Linked DNA regions of Sus scrofa: region 1 is linked to region 2. Evidence: chromatin contacts called from public targeted proximity ligation data. All regions are on one chromosome and are shown on one strand. The core of a region is the stretch at or near the end of the contact, and the rest is flanking DNA. Distances in the headings are between cores, read along the strand shown. Region 1 overlaps CLEC16A (protein CLEC16A). Region 2 has its middle 9.9 kb from the start of RMI2.

Region 1 (3,806 bases), core at 262-2,761, 340 kb before region 2:
GGCCGGCTGCAGCTCTGATTCCACCCCTAGCCTGGGAACTTCCATATGCTACGGGTGCAGCCCTAACAAGCAAAAAAACAAAAACAAAACCCCCCAAAAACCCAAAAAACAAAAACAGAGTTGATGCAGTTTTTAATTAGATTAATTAAATGATTCAGTGACGAATTATACCATATCTTTAAAGTATAACGAAGATCGAAAATACTAATAAATAAAACCCAGCCCCCGAAAGCAGCAGATCGTTCCCTGTTGTTCCATTTGCAAGGTTCCACCTCTACACGTCCTACCCATTTTTAGAGATTTGCGACCTATCTAACCTTTCCCTACCTTGCCGTCACCAGCCCTCACCCCCCAACTGAAGTGACCAGAAGTCAGGAGGTGACTGTTGCTGAGTCAGTCCCTCTTGCTGTCCCCTTTTCCTTCCCATGCCATGACAGCTGAAGTCGCCTTAGTCTGGAGACATTGTCTCTTAAAAGCTGCGCCAGTTGGCACCCTGTGGGCACTGGCTAGTTAGCTAGTCCCACACCACTCAGGACTGGCCTCTGTGATTCCTGCGGTGGCCTCACCAGTGGCAGAGGGCCTTGAGGGCTGGGCCAGGCCTTTGTCTCTGCTCCAGCAGCTGGCACAGATCTGAAGCAGCGAGGCCTTCCAGGCATGTTTGGGTGGGTGAGGGACGTAGCCCTTGCCTCCCAAACCCATTTTGCATTAGTCTGTGCTCAGCAAATAAGTTTGGCGCCACCTGTGTCATTTGAGCCCTCAGTCCTGATGGGCATTCTGCACATCACGGGGGGTTATGGGCCATTCAAAGGTGAGCACGAGTGCACATGATTTTGCCCTCAGCTCCGGGACCCCCATCCCGGGTCTCTGACTCCACCTGTCATCCCTGTATCTGCCCGGTTGTGCGTCAGGCTCCTGGGCTGAGCCCTGCACCTCCACCTGCTCCCCGACGCGGGAATCGCCTGCGAGAGTGTGGAGAAGGCCGGCGGTGCCTGGTCTACCCTTAGTTCTGCCGGGTCTGAGTCTCCGGGGGTCTGCAGCCCATTTGTCCAGCTCTCAGTCTGAGGATGGCTGTCTTGAAAAGCTGAAGATCTTGCTTCAGTTTGAGTCACGTGTCCCTGGCTATTTAACCCTTCAAGGCATCGGCTGCTGTTTTCCCTTGGGTGATGAGTCATGTCTCCTGAGTGGGAATTGTGCTCACAACCAAATCTGAAAAAAGCACAGCCTAATTGTCCCCCACATGTCACAAGTGGTCACTGAGCCTGGCTTCCATTTCAGTTGGTAACCTTGAACTCTCTTTTCTTTCCTTTCTCTCAGGTATCTGTACCATGTTTTGACCAAAAACACCACTGTCACAGAGCAGAACCGGAACCTGCTGGTGGAGACCATTCGATCCATCACCGAGATCCTGATCTGGGGGGATCAGAATGACAGCTCTGTATTTGAGTAAGGGCATCTGGTTTTTTGTTGTTTTTTGATTCTTCTTCCTCCCGTGACTATTTTTCTAACTGTGTACCATGAGTCATTCCTGGTGATGTCACAATTTAACGCCAGCTTGGTCTTGCACAGATATCCGTCTCTGTCTCTCTCTATAAAATGTCCTTGAAACACTGTAAAAATGCCAGCTAAAAATGGGAGGGTTATGGAAATGAATGTCTCCAGAAAAACTGAAAATGTGATGGATACTTTTCCTAGTAATGTCTCATTATCTCCCCAAAGGAAGGAGAAAATGTCTTGGGTAGTTAGATTCTTGGTCAACTTAAAAGACCCTTCCCTGGGGGAGACAGTAAGGGCTTTTGCTGTGTTTACTGTTGAATGGCCACAGTGCAGAGCTCTTAGGAGATAAATCCTTCTAAGTCTTCCAGCTTCTCCAGGGTGGAGGCCATGTAGCCATCCCCATCCCCACCCCCATTCTTATCCCTATCCCCATTCTCATCTTCATCCCTAACCCCATTCTCATCCCCATCTTCATCCCCAACTCCATCTTCACCCCCATCTTCATCCCGTTTCTGTCGCCATCTTCATCCTCATCCCCATCTTCCTCCCCTTCCCATCCCCATCTTCATTCCCATCTCCGTCTTCATCCCTGTCCCCATCCTCATCGTCACCCCACCTCCATCCTTGTTTATGCTCAAGGTCACATAGCTGGTAAGTGGAGCAGTGGCTCACGCTCTGGAGCCCATGGAAGGGTTTCTCTCACTCTTGTACTTACTAGATGAGCAGTCTTAGGCCACTGTACTTTCCTCATCTTTAAATGAGAGAGAGCAAGTGCTCTGCCCAGTGCCTAGTACCGAATAGGCACTCAAGAAATAAAAGCAAACGATAATTTTAAAAGGTGTCCCTACTGGACAGTTAAAAAGCAAGGACCATAGCCCATCAACTGCTTTTTCCAACAGACCTGTCCCAACATCTGAGTACAGAAGAATTGGGGTTATGACAACCACCAAACACAGATGTTCTTTTTATAGAAAACAATTTCAGTGATAAGTATTGAGGCCACTTAAAAACAAATTTAAAATAAATAGAGGTGTTTGACTCCTAGCCCAACTTCTTATTAGATATCCTGATTTTCTGGTAGCTCTGTATTTTCATCAGTAAGGTTAGCTAAGGTAGAGATACTGTGGAAAATGCAAATTGTCTAGAAGGCAAACCAGTGACACCGGCTGTGATACCCAGGGGAAAACATGCGTGAAGTGGGTGTCGCTCCTAAACGGGACTGGTTGCCTTTAAGGATCCCCGGGGAGTATACTGTTGGTTGGTTGTTTGGTGTCTGTTTATGGAAACGAGAAAGGCCCTTGAGGTGAAGATTAGAAACCATGGCCCCTTTACTAAAATGAACTTAGTACCATCTGTCATGTAGAGAAACTGCTGCGCTCTTAGAGGCCCAGTGATTCTTAAATGGCTGCCCAACAGAGGCCCGAGAAAATTTGTTTTTAATCCATTTTTAAGTTAGGGGATAATTTTAGATTTAGATGGGGGTGGGGACAGAAAGTCCCCATTTACTCCTCACCCTGTTTTCCCATTAATGCCTTAAATGCCTAGAGTGCATTTTGTCAAAACTGAGATGCAGAGTTCCCGTCAAGGCTCAGCAGAAACAAATCTGGCTAGCATCCATGAGGATACAGGTTCGATCCCTGGCCTTGCTCGGTTGGTTAAGGATCCGGTGTTGCCGTGAGCTGTGGTGTAGGTTGCAGATGCGGCTCAGATCTGGTGTTGCTGTGGCTGTGTTGTAGGCCAGTGGCTACAGCTCCAATTGGACCCTTAGCCTGGGAACCTTCATATGCTGTGGGTACGGCCCTAAAAATACCAAAAAATAAACAAATAAAAATGAAGCAAAGAAAGAATAAATTATTTAAAAAAAAAAAAAAAAAAGCTGAGATGCTAACATTACTATTCCATCAACTCCAGACCTGATTTGGATTTTGCCAGTTTTCCCACTAACATCCTCTTTCTGCTCTAGGATCCCAATCCAGCTCCCACAACACATTTTTTTTTTTTTTTTTTTTTTTTTTTTTTTTGCCACACTTGCAGCATGTGGAAGTTCCCGGGCCAGGGATTGAACCCACACCACAGCTGTGAACCCAGCCACAGCAGTGACACTTTAACCCACTGAGCCACCAGGGGCCTCTTCCCACAATGCATTTAGTCATCATGTTTTAGTTTTTCGGTCTTCTCTTGTTTTTATGACCTTGATGATTTTGAGAAGTACGGCCAGTCGTCCTGTAGAATGTTCCCCAACCTGGGTTTCTGTTTCTTTCACGATTAGCCTGGGGAAGAATGCGCCAGAGGCGAAGTGCCCTGCCCGTCCC
Region 2 (3,577 bases), core at 1,007-3,506:
GTGGGGACACAAGGGTGTCTGGTGTTTTTTTCCCGTGGATCCCGCAGACTGCCGACAGCTCCCGGTGGCTCCGAGCTGGAAGTGCGCCATCTGGGCAAGTTAGCTGTTAGTGGAGCCCTTGCGGTTTCCCTGAACATGAAGAACTCTCACTGTTTGGGCGAGCATTTCCTCCCTGACATCACCGAATGAAAACGCATCTGGGGCGGGGGTTTTGGTTTTCTGATGCCAAATCAAAGTTGGTTTATCAGCAAGCACCTTGGCCAGACCAGGGCAGGCTGTGTGCTCCGGCTGCAAAGCTTCCCTTTTGAAATTTGCTCTTTTCTAAGAACTGAAAATAAGCACCCTGGGCTGTGACTTCACTTTTCTTGGAACTGCTTTACATTAGAAGAAAAAAGAGAGAGAGAGAGAAAAAACCCTCATTTAGCTGGTTGTGGATCACTGAGTTCCTTATTTCTTTCTGTTGCATATTCTTGTAAAACTGAAGTTGTACCGCAAAATTCTTATGCATCAGGTGAAGCAGGAAGGAGAAGGAATGACTGCATGAAATAATCAAATGCTTTGTCTCCTGGCCTGTCGGTATGTGATTTACTGGTGAGGAGGAAAAGAATCTGGAAGAGATGCTGAGGAGAGAGAGCTGTCTTCAACCCCAGGGGTCCAGCCTTGACGGCGTGGCCCTGAGATCTGTTGGGCCACCACATGGCCTGGGGCCAGCGTCGCTAAACCCCAGGCACGGTCCAGACTCACTGCGCAACTGCCTGTGTGTCAGGATAAGGTGAAAACACGCGTCTTCGGCCATAGTGACCTACATTTAGCAGACCTTTGGAGCCTGTGAAAGGGTGACTTTCAGGGGCTCCTGCCTGGTGAGAACGAGGGAGAGAGGAGCCTAGCACGCCTGGGCTGCATTCCTGGTCCTGCCTTTGTCTTTCTGACCTTGGGATTGGAGGTCAGCCTGTGAAGTACCGGGGAACCGAATCAGAGGCCCCTTCCCCGTGCGGATCTGTAGATGGGCACGTAAATTGTTCTCAAGGGTCCTGGTATCTGTCCTCGGAGGGGCCTCTGGTGATGTGACTGAGTCTTACTTTTTTACCTTCGTCCATGCATAGCACACACATCCGTAGATGTTTGCGAATAGCTGGGTTCTGGGTAGGAAGGCAGAGGAAATGTACATGCAGAAGCACCATATTTTTGAATTTCCCCTTGCACTCCAGTGTTTTCAAATGAAAAGAGCCCCTCACAGGCCAAGTCTAGGAGGGCCTTTTGTTTTGCTTTTCCTTTTAAGAATGTTTTATTTTTTTGTCTTTTAGGGCTGCACCCGGGGCACATGGAGGTTCCCAGGCTAGGGGTCGGATTCGGAGCTCTAGCCACTGGCCTACACCAGAGCCACAGCAACACCAGATCCGAGCCACGACTGTGACCTACACCACAACTCACAGCCACACTGGATCCTAATCTGCTGAGCTAGGCCAGGGATCAAACCTGCGTCCTCATGGTTACAAATTGGGGTCGGTACCTGCTGAGCCGCGACGGGAACCTAGGATGGACTTTTGTTTTTTTGTCCTTTCTAGGGCTGCTCCTGCGGCATGTGGAAGTTCCCAGGCCAGGGGTCGGATTCGGAGCTGTAGCCACTGGTCTTCACCAGAGCCACAGCAACACCAGATCCAAGCCACATCTGCGACCTACACCACAGCTCACTGCAACGCTGGATCCTTTAACCCACTGAGCGAGGCCAGGGATCAAACCCACAACTTCATGGTTCCTAGTCGGATTCATTAACCACTGTGTCACGACGGGAACTCCTAGGAGGGCCTTTTGAATCAAGCATCCCAGGTTGTTTATAATCGGCCTGAGGGTGCTTGCCAGCTTGTTTGGGAGTGTTCTCAAGCTTGGGAAGACTTGATAAGGACAGACAGAACTGGAGGAAAAGGGGAGAGATGGCTGAGTCAAAATAAAAGATTCATGTGGTTTGGGCAGAATCTGAAATTATAGTCCTATGAGAATCATTCAACATCTCCTGATGAAGGATGCAAATTCAACCGAGGGCCAGAGCAGGAACTGTGCTAGGAGCTTTCCCCGTGTCAGTGACCCTGGGAGGTGCTTTCCCCTCCTCCGGGAAGACTGTTGCCAGGGAGACAAACCCTCTGGCCAGCAGGCAGGGGCAGGGACCAGTCTCCGGCTGCGACTGTCCCTCTTTGCGGGGGAGGCAGCCAGGGCCCTCATTCTGAGAAAACTGGACCCTCTGGCAACGCCGGGTCTTTATCCTTGGACGCTAGCACCCCCTGCTGGTCAGTCCCAGGCAGAGCTGCTCTGTTCCGTCAGAAATGGGCTGCCAGCCAGTGGCCAAGATGAAAAGCCGCAGAAGGAAGCAAAAGAACAAAACGGGGCTGTGAGACGCTTCACGGCTGTCCGCCCAGGGCGTGTTCACCCATTATGGCCAGGTCCTAATGGGGGGGGATGGGGATGTAGGTTTGGCAACCAGACAGTTTCTGATGGTCCTGCTTTTGAATTTCAGCCCGGCTGTTTAATCACTGGGTCACTCTGGGCAAGTCCCTTCACTTCACTGAACCTTATTTTTTAAGGCCGCACCCACAGCATATGGAGATTCCCAGGCTAGGGGTCAAATCAGAGCTGTAGCCGCTGGCCCACAGCAATGCAGGATCTGAGCCACGTCTGCAACCTACACCACAGCTCACGGCAACGCCAGAGCCTTAACCCACTGAGCGGGGCCAGGGATCAAACCCTTGTCCTCATGGATGCTAGTCAGACGTGTTTCTGCTGAGCCACGATGGAGACTTCCTTTTTTTTTTTTGAGCCTTATTTCTGTCACCTATAGAGAAGGGACAATTTGGGGTCAGAGAGGCGAAGGAACTTGTCTGTGTGACTGTTATAGAATCGGGTCTTAGCAGGTGCTCAAAAAATGCTCACTGTTCTGTCACCAAGCACTTCCTGAGAGCCTCCTAGGTTCCAGCCTCTGGGGACACACGGTGAACAAAAGTCACCTGGTCGTCTCTCTGACCACCCACCCGGCCTCATCTCTCTTACTTACCGCCCAAGACCTGCCCCTGCTTTTAAGGAGTCCCATGACTCAACAGTGATCGTCTTCCCGTGGCAAGGCCCTTTATCTAATCACATCTGCAAAGTCCCCTTTGCCGGGTAAGGTAACACATTTACAGGTTCCAGGGTGAGGACCTGGACACCTTTGGGGCAGGACATTCTACTCAGACTGCCCTCTGCCCTCCAGAGATGCACGTCTGTCCCAAATGCAAAATACATTCACTTGGTCCAAGGTCCCTGCCGCTCTTAACCCATTTACAGCACAACTCAGAGTCCCACATCTCAGCTAAATCTCATTATCCAAATCATCTGTGTCTAGTGTAGGGAGGCTCTGGGTGTCTTTTTTTTTTTTCTTTCTTTCTTTTTAAGGCTGCATCTGTGACATATGAGAGTTCCCCGGGGCCAGGAGTTGAATTGGAGCTGCAGCTGAGGTCTGTACCACACCCACGGCAATACCGGCTCTGAGTTGCAGCTTGCAGCCACCCCCCATCCTTCACCCATTGAGTGAGCCTAGGGATTGGACCAT

The links.
Region 1: a targeted proximity ligation map of alveolar macrophages shows a contact between it and region 2. A contact is called at or near these places in 8 of 47 Hi-C or Micro-C datasets (blood, epiblast stem cells, mesenteric adipose tissue and 3 more) and 1 of 2 datasets of targeted methods (alveolar macrophages).

Annotation. Positions count from the first base shown.
Region 1 is chr3:32,142,841-32,146,646 of Sscrofa11.1, reverse strand. CLEC16A (protein CLEC16A) reads left to right here. Exons shown (of 25, transcript XM_021086617.1): 2 at 1,315-1,443. Among named protein-coding and RNA genes, the nearest start is that of CLEC16A, 14 kb to the left of the region's middle.
Region 2 is chr3:31,803,175-31,806,751 of Sscrofa11.1, reverse strand. No RefSeq gene overlaps it. Among named protein-coding and RNA genes, the nearest start is that of RMI2, 9.9 kb to the left of the region's middle.